Regions from separate parts of the Hordeum vulgare genome. Here region 2 is linked to region 1. Evidence: chromatin contacts called from public Hi-C data. All regions are on one chromosome and are shown on one strand. Each heading gives the region's core, a stretch centred on a gene start, on an enhancer-like site or on the middle of the called end of the contact. The rest is flanking DNA. Distances are from core to core; before and after follow the strand shown.

The links. Hi-C and Micro-C count contacts between places; a contact is called where the count stands out from the background.
Region 2: a Hi-C map of leaf shows a contact between it and region 1, with 5 times the contacts expected there. The contact joins the promoter of LOC123395373 here to the promoter of LOC123398464 in region 1. A contact is called at or near these places in 4 of 6 Hi-C or Micro-C datasets (leaf and seedling) and 1 of 1 datasets of contacts at active chromatin or transcription factors (embryo).

What each region holds. Positions count from the first base shown.
Region 1 is chr5H:375,874,449-375,880,930 of MorexV3_pseudomolecules_assembly, reverse strand. LOC123398464 (amino acid transporter ANT1-like) reads left to right here and starts at 2,568. Exons shown (of 3, transcript XM_045092932.1): 1 at 2,568-2,850. The coding sequence starts at 2,614.
Region 2 is chr5H:376,033,366-376,039,847 of MorexV3_pseudomolecules_assembly, reverse strand. It overlaps LOC123395373 (serine/threonine-protein phosphatase PP-X isozyme 2), which reads right to left and starts at 2,515. Exons shown (of 8, transcript XM_045090366.1): 1 at 2,176-2,515; 2 at 1,566-1,718. The coding sequence starts at 2,322.

The sequences.
Region 1 (6,482 bases), core at 1,319-3,818:
TCCCGAAACACTTTTTACACTGTTGCAAGTCTCTGTTCCGACGGGAGGCCATATAGAGCTCTGTTTCGGCATCCTGTTGGAGGGCGATCGATCACGGAAGGCCTCTTCATCAACCTTGTTGCCCTTATGATGATATGTGAGTAGTTCACCATAGACCTACGAGTCCATAGCCAATACCTATATGGCTAAGTGGTCGATGCCGAGGAAGAACGCCTTGGGAGACCCGCAACAAGCATGGGCGTAGGCGTTCTCCTCCTTCTCCACGGCGAGCCTGTCGACGACCCCTTCTTCTCTGGCCACAACAGCATGCTCCACATCGAGAAGCTCCGCATCCACCTTCGGCATGCCATAATGTGCGGGTAGAGCTCTTCGTGGAGGCGGTGAAAATTGGCCAAAGGGGACCACCCCCCACTGCGAGAGAGGCAGTTGCGCTTGCTTGGGCCACCAAGCCTCAACGAAGGGGGGGATCGACTGGAGTTGCCGGCCATCGCATTGTTGTGCTAGATTTCGTGTGGCACTGACCCGCCACGGTCACGACCACCACACCCGCTTACAGAACCTGTCATCGGTCACCAAAGAAAGGGTCTACACCGGGTGGAATTGCTTGACAAAAATAAGAAGAGATGTGATGGAGGAGGCAGATTGCGGCGAACACGCAAACCCTAAAACAATGATGGTCCGATAGATGTAGCGACTCAAGGATGGTTTTCCGGTTTGCTTGTACTCCCTCCGTTCCTAAATATAAGACCTTTTAGAGATTGCACTATGAACTACATACGGATGTACATAGACATATTTTAGAGTATAGATTCACTCATTTTCCTCCGTATGTAGTCTTCTAATGGAATCTCTAAAAGGTCTTATATTTTGGAACGGAGGGAGTATAATTTTTACGGGCCTAGGAGACATGTTAAAGCTATACAAAACACAAAAACACTATATCGACCGAGAGTTATGCAGCCAACGAGGTTAGAGCATCTATAGCTGGACCCCTCATACCCGTCTCAAATGCCCGGGCAAGCCGGCCGATCACTTACAGGTCACAAAAAAAATCGATCCAGTCGGACCCCTCAAACGGGTCTCATACGTCCGGGCTGACCAACATCTCTTATATCCATCCCAAATATGGGGCCGATATGGGGAAGCCCAGGCGCGCCCGCCACGTCGGACCCGACATCACGACACCACCGTAAATTACACAAAATCCATCCCGCGGAACAACCGGCTCCATTTGTTGTTTTCCTCTCTTCTTCATCCTCGCATCGTCCGTCTCGCAGCTCTGGCGTCGCCCGTGCATCGACGCCGTTCATAGCCTCTACCCCGCCAGCTCTGCGAGAGGAGTCTTTTGTCACGTCTTCATCGTGAAGGACGTCGTAGTCGGAAGACATCGCATTATGTCCGACAACTCTCTGGCTCTGCCTTGTGCTGGATGTGTTTGACATAATATCTGACCGGATTTTTTGGTCAGTTTTTAGGGGAAATGATAGATTCTGATGCTTTGTACGGCGAGGAGTATGGACCGACGGAGCTTGATCAACTGATTCAAGATGAGTTCTTCGATTCATCGGATTCAGACGAAAAAGTGGACATGTTCATGCTCATGACCATGTAAGAGGAAATGGACTGGCAAGTGGAGCATATTCTCAACGGGGAATCACTTTCGTGCAACTACGCCGTCAACGGCCAAGACTACAACATGGGATACTATCCCGTTGATGGCATATATCCTAAGGAGGCTGCATTTGTGAAGACCATATCTAAACCACATGAAAATAAACAAAAGCACTTCGTAACAATTCATGAAGCAGCTAGGAAGGATGTGGAGAGGGTATTCAGAGTGTTGCAAGCGCGTTGGAGAATTGTCCATGGGACTCCAATGATGTGGGAATCAGAAACTTTGTAGCAACCGATGGCACATTGCGTTATTTTGCACAATAAGATCTATGATCGTCGAGGATGAGGTGATGGTGTAGCTCAAACCAATGATTTTGAAGCACGTGGAGAACAAGTTGAAATCCCGAAAGATCAAGATGCAGTTCAGCTTATAAATTTTCTGCAGATGCAGCACACGCAACTACTTAATGATCCAATGAAGCATATGTGGACCAACAATAAAAATCAAAGAGGAAATGATTGATTGTGCACTTTAAATAAAATTAATGTAAATGTTCTTTATGTTGGTACCTACATTTGTTATTTATGCATGACATTAGTTTATGTGATTGACGTGCATGATTTTATATGGATTTGACAGTCCAGATATAAGATGAAAGAAGCAAAATATGAGGGACCATCCGGATGATCGTGGGCATGCCCGGATGCGTCCGACGAACTTATAGGAGGTCGGATTATCCCAATCCGACTGTAGGTGCTTTTATACCGGATCTGCTAGGGTTGCTTTAATAGCAAAATAAAAATAAAAATCATGTGCGCTTTACACGTCCCACTCACTCACTCACTCACTCACTCGCTCACCCCGTGACAAAAGCACGGCACATATATACCTCGCGAGTCGTACGTGTGGCTGCCTCGCCCACCAAACACATCTCCAATAAAAAAACAACCCAATTTTAGCTCTGCCCTCTCGACACGTACGCGATTGCTGCTGGGAGGATGGCGGAGGCAAAGGCGGCGCCGCTGCTGGCGCGGGAGGACGGGGGTGCTGCCGCCGGGGGATCCGGGCGCGGCGGCGGAGCGACGTGGGCGCAGACGCTGGGCAACGTGGTGGTGTCCATCGTCGGCACGGGGGTGCTGGGCCTGCCCTACGCCTTCCGCGCCGCCGGCTGGCTCGCGGGAACCCTCGGAGTCGCCGCCGCCGGCTGCGCCACGCTCTACTGCATGCTCCTCCTCGTCAGTATCTACCCAGATTTGCTTTACATCTTCCTCTTTAGTTTTTCTCCCGCTGATTATCTGGGTTTAAGCCAAAAATAAAATACATAGAATTCTGGAGCTGCTGCACCCTGCAATGCGTTCAGTCTATATACAGGTTGGGTGAACTGCTCGGAGCAACTCTATCGGACCCCGCAAAACGGCCGGCCTGCAAAAAATCCGACGACTATACGGGTTTGGGCTGGTTTTCCTGCCAGAGCAGACACTGCAAACGCGGCCCGACCCGTAACATTTTTACGGTGGCCCGTAAACGCGACCGCTCGACCCGTATAATTGCGGGTTCGACCGCTGGATGCGGGTCGAAACCCCATCCCTCCGTCGCCGCGAAAAGCCCCCGCATCTCACCGCCGGCGCCTCCAATCCGCCGCCGCGCGCCTCCATTCCGCTGCGTAGCAGCTCAAATCCACCACCCTTGATGGCCAGCTCGGGTAGCCGTAGGAACGACGACCCCGAGAGGGCTCGTCGCGTCAGATCCGACGCCGCCCGTAAGTGCGCCGCCCGCCGGTACACGCGGTGGGGCCTGCCGCCGCCGCCGTCGCTCCTCCGTCGCAAGAGAGAGGAGTACGACCGCGTGCGCGGCCGCCTGTTCTCCGGCAGCAGCTCATTCGAGGCGTCGAGCTCGCGCTCGTCCTCCTCCCTCCCACCGGTGAAGAGGGAGCTCGAAGAGCTCCCGTCGGTGAAGATGGAGCCGGAGGCCGAGGTGGTGCCGGAGCGACGTGTCGGGGCCGTCGTCGGACCGGAGGATTTCCTCCTTCCGGCGGAGGCGGATAGCCTCCTGCCCGTGCTGCTGGCGCGGAGTGCACAAGAGGCGGAAGAGGACCAGCAGCGCCGCCGGAGGGAGGAGGAGATCGACACCGTGCTCTACGAGCAGGGTGTCGCATCGGCCATCGCCTTCGGCCACAAGGTGGAGTGGCGCCGTGAAGCGACCGCGCAGAAGCGCATCTACGTCGAGCTCTCCTCCGACGAGGACGACGACTGAATGTAGGATATCTATTACTGCACGAGCTCGACTCCGGTGAGCTCCATTTTGCGTAGTGCGGTAGGATAGGTAGTAGCTCTGGTGAGCTCCGATGAGCTCCAGTAGGTGATGCCCCTGTAGTTTGTATGATCATTACTGTGGTTCCAATTTCGCCCGCGAATGTTTATTTTTCAAATTATGCAGTTTCATTATGCGGGTTCTGTTTCGTCCCGTAAAACCCCACTTCGTCGAACTGCAAAACGCGTTTGCAGGTCATGATTATACAGGGTCTGCTAGAGTTGCTCTCATGAAAAATTGGACGACATCCGTGCTTAAACTTCAAGTGTTGTGATGATTTGAAGATCTCAATCGCTATTAGTAGTGCAGAAAATAAACTTTCCCACAAATTATTTGTGTGGCTCTGTTCCTCTCATCTTCTTTTTGAGCTCGCTTAACCCCTAAAGTATCCAATGAAAAAATAGGGCACTATAGCGTTCTAAGCTAAATGAAATGAGTGTACAATCGTTGGCTATAACGTGATATACCGCCACTATAGTGGATTTTAAGGGCTGGGCTATTTTGTCATAACACACTATTTTGTACCCCCGGAAGTGTCATGTCTTGAAGGATTTTACCCGTAGTTGGTTTCTAGAAGGACAAAAACGTGCATATATACAAAAAAACATACATGTATGCTACGAGATGAGATATCAACGTGTAAATTTTGGTTAATGAGTATGATTATTTGCCATGTGTGCAAAAATAAAAATAAAGGAGGATATTTCCTAGGATAGTGTTTTTTTTGCTCTCGGATCGCATGATCTTTTTATTCCAAATATTTCAAAAACTGAGTTAAAAAGTTTTTTATTAGAGTGAGTCATGTAACAAGTTTTTTGTAAAGATAAATTCGAACCGGGTTTAAGAAAAACTAAGGGGCTAGAACAGCATTTTCACTTAAAAAAAACTTTTCTTTGTTATTTATCCACAGGTCACCCATTTGTTGTGGTGAAATAGTATTGAGTCATTTGCAGTTGAGATTCGTGCTGAACTTTTTGGGATGAGTACATTTTTTGTTTTTTGTTTACTTAAAGCGGTCATGTGATCCCGAGAGCCAAAGTTTTTATTTTTTATTTTTCTCAACAGGTCCTAAATGGTTAAACATGTGTATTCTACTTTTTCTGTTGCTTGTTGAGCATGCTCAATGCTTTCAGTTGGACTGAACCTAATAACTTTATTTGGCTTCCTTCACAAAATAATTGGCACTACTTTTATGGTGAAAAAGACCAAAAAAATGTGCATTATTACAATCTTTTACTCTTATAAACGAGTATTTAACAAAAAACTACCACAATTCGTCAAATCGTGTGTACAAACTACCACTTTACGATTTTGTTTCAAAAACTACCACTTCTTTACTAACCGTTGACTAAAAACTACCAATTTTGTAAAGCGACCGATTCGGCTCGTTTAAACTCGATTATGATATTGTTGGCCCACACATAAGTGTTGATGTGGCACAATAGTCAAGTCCATTATATTGATCGTCGTGACATGTAGGTCTCGCATGGCCTGACAGCGTCTGCAGCCGCCTCGGGACCCGAGCTCCCGCAACGCCTGCGCCCCTGCTCGCCCGCAGCCGCACCCCTGCTCGCCCGCAGCCGCACCCCTGGTCGGACTCGCCACCGGAGCTCCGCAGGTGGTTGCCGACCCCGTCGTGGCCGGATCCGGCTGCCTCGCCTCCCTAGCGCAGCCCCGCTGCCCTGCGAACCGCCCCGCGCTTTCCGTCACCATGGCCACGCCCCGAGCGGCCGCTGTCCAGCCTCGCCGTCGGCAGGCCTCCCCATCGCCGTCCAGCCTCGCCATCGCGAGATCCGGTAGGCGCCGCCCCGAATCCGCCTTCCCCGGACCTCCCCGCCGCCCTGCTCGCGTTAGCAGGTCTCACCGTATCCTTCGGATGCGGCCGCGCGGCCACAGTACATCTTCTCCGCCTCCGGTGAAGGCTACCAGCGTCTTGATTTCTTTCTCCGATGACCTGCGCGACCTGCTGCTGGTGCCCATGGAGGATGTGATAGCCTGGCTTATTAGGGATGATAGACTACTCATATCAATAAGGAATTCCTTCTTTTTCGGGAGCCCATTCGAATGGAACTCTCAAGTTAAGCGTGCTCAGCTTGGAGTAGTTCTAGGATGAGTGACCGACCGGGAAGTTGATCCCGGGTGCGCATGAGTGAGCATAAAGTGCGCGGAAAAGACTAGTATTGCTATGTGGGGCCAGTCTAAATCCCGCCAGGAGTAACAACCGCCGGCGGGTGTGTCCGGGGCGTTACAGAGGATCTGGTGTCGGTCTCCGTCGTCCCGCTTGTCGTCATCTGCAGCCGGTGACGGAAACTATACCTGATCTTGCTCCATGGGGAATTTTAGAGGAAGGAGATAGAAATGACATGTGGGCCTCATATGTTGATGGTCAAACTTAACAGTGCTGACTTTTTCCGTCCTGACACGTGGGCCAACACTATCCTAATCGAGTTTAAACGAGCCAAATCGGGCGCTTTACAGACCTGGTAGTTTTAGACAACAATTAGTGAAAAAACGGTAGTTTTTGGGACAAAATCATAAAGTGGTAGTTTGTAGCCAC
Region 2 (6,482 bases), core at 1,266-3,765, 160 kb before region 1:
TTAAATTATGTTTGGTAACATACATTACCAATTTTTTGGCTATGACCAAAAGCTTGGTCTTTGTTGGGACAGTTGCCAATTTTTTGGCAAGCTAATGCCTTTACCAACTCTAGTTCATTTTCTAGCCAATGTTTGCTAAACTCAGGGGCAAGGAAAACCTTGACCAAAATTTTGGCTTGCCAATTTTTTGGTAGGGCAACATTGGCCTCAACCCAAACACATCCTTACTCTCTGAAGCTATACATCATCATTAAATGACAAGAGTACGTGTATATATCTAACAATCTCCAGGGTCATTTGGCTGATAACTTAGAAATTTAGCACACCCATAGATAGAAAAGGCACGGCTAGGCTCTAGGTGGTAGCAAAACGCCTAGCACTTAGTGTGTGCATAATTGCGCTTAAGCATGCGCTTTCGTAAGGAAAGAGCAAGGCAGTGCCAAAATGCACAATTAACGTCTAGCTCTTTTTTTAAGTGTGAGCATACCAGAGCAGATTACAATTCTGTCGACATGCAGAACCCAATTTCTTGCCACACTTCCCACATTGCACCTTTTCATGAGAGGCGTGGGAAGAAAGCAGCTCCTTCTACAAGACTTGATATAGTTCTAGTCCATTCAATCATTTCCGTCACTATAATGACAAAAAAAATGACTGCAACGTTAACGGCTATGATGTGAACCTAGAGGGTGGCCAGAAGGCATGGACTGAAGGAGATCTTGAGGAGGGGGATAACTAAGCAAGAACTTGTATAACAAAAAGATAAATCATTAATCTTCTTTGCTAAAAAGGAGGGAGGTCATAGATACAATACATCCATAAATGGAGGATATGCTTGTGTCCTTTCTGGACTCCTTCTCTAATACTTCCATACTAGCTTCAAAATCAACTTCCTAATTCTCCTCGATTGTCTCCTAAGCAGTTCACTTTATTTCCTTACTGACTCTGCAATCGCCCTATTCTTCTACTCCCTGGACTACAACTTGGATGCTAAATTTCTTATGAGCGGTTTACTAGACAGCAGGTAGTATTGATTTTATCTTACCCCAGCATGTGTGTGCTAACAGAGCTGCCTAGACTATATTCACAATAGGCTACCTTTGGTATCAAAGTTGACCCAGTCAAAATAAGTTAGAAATAGTTTCCAATTCTAGGTAGGAATTATTGCAAAACTAAAGAGTTATAGGTACACATGTGTGACCATTCCAGCACCAAGAAAGGGGTAAACAGACACCATTCATTTGAACTACTAGTTCACGTTATTGCGCAGTCTAGTGTCATACATGCTTCATAATATTAGCTTTCATGTGCAGATCAGGGCAGCAAGCTGAGTGCCAGCCTTTGACCATTGTCGTATAAACAGGTCTGCTATACATGTATATAAGGAGCAAGGTCTTGCCCATACAAGTAAAATAGTCTGGTAAGGCAGTGTAGTCAGAGTCACTACTGGGCCAGTTGACCAAGAAAATTGTCATTACCGTTTTGTGGAACAGAGGCATCGATAAACATTAAAAGATACAGCATATGCATACAAAACATCTTAGTGTTATTTATCAACAGCATACCTTTAAGGCCAAAAGAAGCAAAAATGTTTCAACGGAATAAAATCCTCGGTCAACAAAGTCCCCAAGGAACAAGTAGTTTGTCTTTGGGCAGTCACCTCCAACTTTGAAAAGTTCTTTCATGTCATAGAACTGTCCATGAATGTCTCCACATATCTGAGTGCAAGAAGCAGATATTAGTTTCTTAAATCGCAACTATTTGAGCACGTGTGGTTAACTGGATATATCAATCAGGCAAAAGCACAACCAATGAATATGCACATTACATCATTTTCCTTGAAAGACCTGACAGGAATGAGAATGCTTTCACGAGACCATCTCCAGAAGACAATGACACAGGAAATCGGGCAACACCTCGTCAACGAAACCCTAGAGCCCTAATTCAAACACTAGCTAATCTCAATCAGAACGCAGTGAAGTTTGGTTGCCCAGACGAAGGGAACCGAAGCCTTCCCGCACATCAGTACATCTCCTAAGCACCCGCAATCTTCACCGGGACCTCGAGGAGCGACCCCGACTCGCTTCGAGAGCGCGCCATTTCCCCCATCGAACCGCGCCCAGACCGCTTCCAATAGAGAAGGAGAGGGAGAGGGAGCTGCGCGCGAGCACGTACCGTGACGGGGGCGTCGACGCGCTGGACGTTGCTCTCCTCGACGAGGATCTCCATGGCCTTGAGACAGAGCGCCTTGACCTCCGCCTCCGCCAGCGGCTCGCACCGCTTGAGCTGCTCGATCTGCCGGTCCAGATCCGAGGTCCCCATCTCGGCTCCTTCCCCCACTCGAGCTTCTAGAAGCTTCCGGAAGCGCGGCGCGCGCCTCGCCCTCCCTGCTTCCCGCTGATTCTGGAAGATTCTAGGGTTAGGAGGGGGAGGAGGGGGGAGGCGCGTGCAGTGCGGGCCGTGGTGGCATGTGGGGGCGAGCGTTTCGGGGCCGGTAAGGTTACCTCACTTTCGGTTCCCGTCGCCGGGGAACATTTTTGATTTCCCTGCCCCGTTTTCTCTTTTGCCTGCCTATGTTTTCTTTTCACATGTCACAGCATCTTCAACATCCACCCAACCGTCACACGCGCTAAAAATATTTTAGCGTGTTGAAATAATGACTTTTAATGCGTCGTAGAATGTCGACTCTAACAGTCGTCGTAAAAAAAAGCTCGCGCGAGCCGCTTCAGCAGACGCTGCAAAAAAAAAAAAACACGCTCGTCCAACACAAACGACATATGAACATTCCAAACGAAACCAATTTAAAATCAAACACATAAAAAAATTAACAATAAATAGTTGAATTTTTGACAAATAATTTATCTTCCAGTACAACAAATAGTTTATTTTCGACACTACAACATCAAACATACAAATCATCATTCGTTTTGTGGCTATTCCACGTCCATCACTTCTTGATTAGATCTTTTTTAAGATCATTATGTGTTTGGTCACGTCGAATGACATGATAGGAGGCAACAAATGGGGCCACCCTCGCAGCACTCCGCCACACTTACACGGGATGTCCCAAGAGCTCATACTGAGAGGTCTAAATATTGGTCACGTTCATTCTCGATGATCATGTTATGCATGATCACACAAGCGTGCATGATGTATCAAAGGATATTTTGATCCCAAAATATAGTCGGTCCTCTCGCAATAGCAAATTAGGCTTGCAAAATCCAAAAGCTCTCTCTCCACATCTTTCCGAGCCGCCGCTTGAGCATTGTGGAAATCTAGATTTTCCTTACCTTCTATTTTTTTCAACGGTTTCACAAATGTTTGCCACTATGGATAGATGCCATCCGCAAGATAGTAGTCATAGTTGTATGTATGGCCATTTGCTACAAACTCCATCGGTGACAGTTCATCATTTGCAATCTTATTGATGAGTGGTGATCGATTAATAACGTTGATGTCATTCAAAGATCCACACAAAAAGCATGCCAAATCCAAGTCTCTTGATCGGCCACCGCTTCAAGGATTATAGTGGAACCCTTTTTCTGGCCATGGAATTGTCCATGTCATGCCTTAGGACAGTTCTTCCAACTCCGACGCATGCAATCTATTGAGTCAAGCATACTTGGGAACCCGCGAGCTTTGTTCATCTCCAATAGCCTTGCGACGTCTTTAGCATTGGGAGATCTCAAATACTCTGGGGCAAACACTTGCACAATTCGGACTGCGGAGCGCTTGACACACATGATGGCCTGACTTTCACCCATGGCCAAGTGACCATCAACTAGACCAGCCGGAAATACCGTACGCCAACATACGCAAATCGGGTGTCACCTTTTGAAAGCTGTTATGCCCGAGTTCTCCAGCGGCATTCCTCCTTTGCTGAAAGAACTGATCATGGCTCGCCAGTTTCTCTGCAATGCGCCTCAACAACTCGGTGCTCATCCTAAAACGACGCCTGAAGTAGGACTCGGGGTATGTGGGATTCTCCATAAAATAGTGCATCGTCAATCTATTGTGGGCATCAATTTTATCCTTCCAAATTTTCTATCGATCCATAACCGAACCACCGTGTTTCGGCTTTTTGTTGATGTGCATAGCTAGGATCATTGCTAGGTCCTCCTCCTCTTCAATATCAAATTCTTCTTCAGAAGAATTATATGATGAACTCGTCTAGAATATTGAATTAAACCAGTCTAAAAAACTACAAAAAACGTGCATCATATTCATGTAAAAAAGTTGAAGTTGAAGCAATACATACCTTGCAAGCGTTTTGTCGAACACCTTGTGGGCGCAGAGCGGTAGTCGGCGGCCAGACGTTGTTCGTCATAGGAATGGTGCGCGCAAGGGGCGGCGACGGGTAGAGGGAAACGGAGGAAGCACCAGCGGCGTAGGGATAGGCCGGGAAAGCATCGTCGTGTCGCCGGAGCAAATGGGGTGGCGCAGGCGGCGGCGGCAACGCCTGGATCTAGTGGTGGGTGGAAGTCGCGCGCTAGTCATCGTTGTCCAACACGCGGGAGCGGGCGCATGAAATAAGCGATGCGTGATGTTGTTTCGTTCCACGCGTTGAACCGCTTATGTCGCGCGCGCGGTTTTTGCGCTTCTGCTGGAGCGCCCGAAGCGGCTGCACGCGCGCAAAAAAATGCAACTTTTCTAGCGTGGCGCTTATATAGCGCGACTATTGGACATGCTCTCAGGTTCTTAACTCCTTCATGTTTTTTCTCCTAATTTAATGGTAGATATTACCTTTTATTTTATAATCGATCAAAGGTGTCGTCGTAAGCTACACTAATCTCTTTATAGTTAAAAAATAGTACTTCCTCTATACCTAAATAATTGTAGTTGAGAGAACTAGTTTAGTTATTCTCAACTACAATTATTTAGGTAGAGAGGAAGTAGTTTTTATTATAATCAAAAAGAAGTTAGTGAATGAATAATGGTGTCATGTTCATCTTTCCTTTCGGATATTGTGGAGTGTGTTTTTGTGTAGCCTTTATCAATATATATTCTCATGTGTGTGGCTTGACAGACTTAAAGGTGTTCTAATTTTCTAAGATATTTCAAATAGTGCATTGAAAGCATCCACATGCGCACTTTACGATAGTTCGAATTGTGTCCTGCCATGTCTAGTGTACAGTTGTGCCTGGAATTTTTCTGAAGTTGTTTGGTTGATGGTGTGGAAAAGCTTGATTTAGGCAGGTTTGTAATATCGCAAATGTGGTTCGCACTTGACATGGCCCACTCGATGGAAATAGAAGGTGTGACAACGGCTAAAAACTGACTCGTTTACACTTACACAACAAACATCTCCCCAAACGAGTTTATGACGTGGTTTTCTAGGCCTAATAATTCTCCAGGCCAGGTGTTCAACCTAACACCTCTTCCTGTGAGTTGTCTCACCATGCAAATACCATCTTAATTTCTGAGCCACATCAAGCAACACCTTTTGCGAGTCATGTAACTATGGACGTGTTGGAATCTATCATATGTGCATCACATGTAAATTAAATTTTTCCTACGCGCCAAACATCCAAGAACATGCTAGGGAGGTAGATCACGGATCGTTGCCACAAGACGCGCAGTGTCGTGCAGCAGAAGTGGAGTTGGGGCAGCGCTTCCGTGTGATTCGTCTCCTCCTCGTCTGATCTTCCTCGAACAGCCAGTCGCCGGATCCCACGTACAGGTTCACTAGAGTGGCGCAAGTGCACCGCCTCTAACGGTGTCCACGCGTGCAGAAGGAACACCGTGCGACAGACTGCTAGGTCCAATGACACAATCGCCAGCAAGTGAAGGTGGCTAGTTGCAATAAATGCAAAGCCCTAATGATGACGTCGAAGTTGTCAACCGAATGAGTGTACTGAACCTCCACTATATATAGGCATCCGTCACGGGCTCAACTCTTGGACCTTTTACAGGTCCTAAATCCCACAAGTTTGTTCCCTTAAGCGTGCTACCCCTTAGGCTCTCGTTCACTTGGTCGCGAGTCACATCACATTCGACTCGGCTAGTCAGTAGTGGCCTCTAGCAAAGCATGCCGATTCCAAGTGTCCGATGAAGCTGGTTAGGCAAACATGTACTTCATACTTATGTTCCCTTTGTCACACGATATATGTTATCGTGCTCAAGGCGACATGGCCATCCTTGTTGCAGCATGACCTCTTTCTTATTCCGATGAATCCGACCAACACTTTGGATTATCTCATAATCCTCACCGCATGGCCATGCTTATCCAAGTCGGATCACCCGAGGGGCCAAGAGTATATCTCTCGTGATCGAAGGGGCAAATTCCATCTTGCTCGACCACGTCTCGCAGCATGGGCCTGGACAATCCTGAACCCTACCTTTATAACTACCGAGTTATGGAGTAGCGTTTGGTCAGCCCAAAGCAGGTCTGTCATCATCTCGAGTACATGCGCCATCTCAGGTCTTAGGAGATAGAATATATGTTGTACTATAGACTAACAAATGGCCTATCACTATGTCTC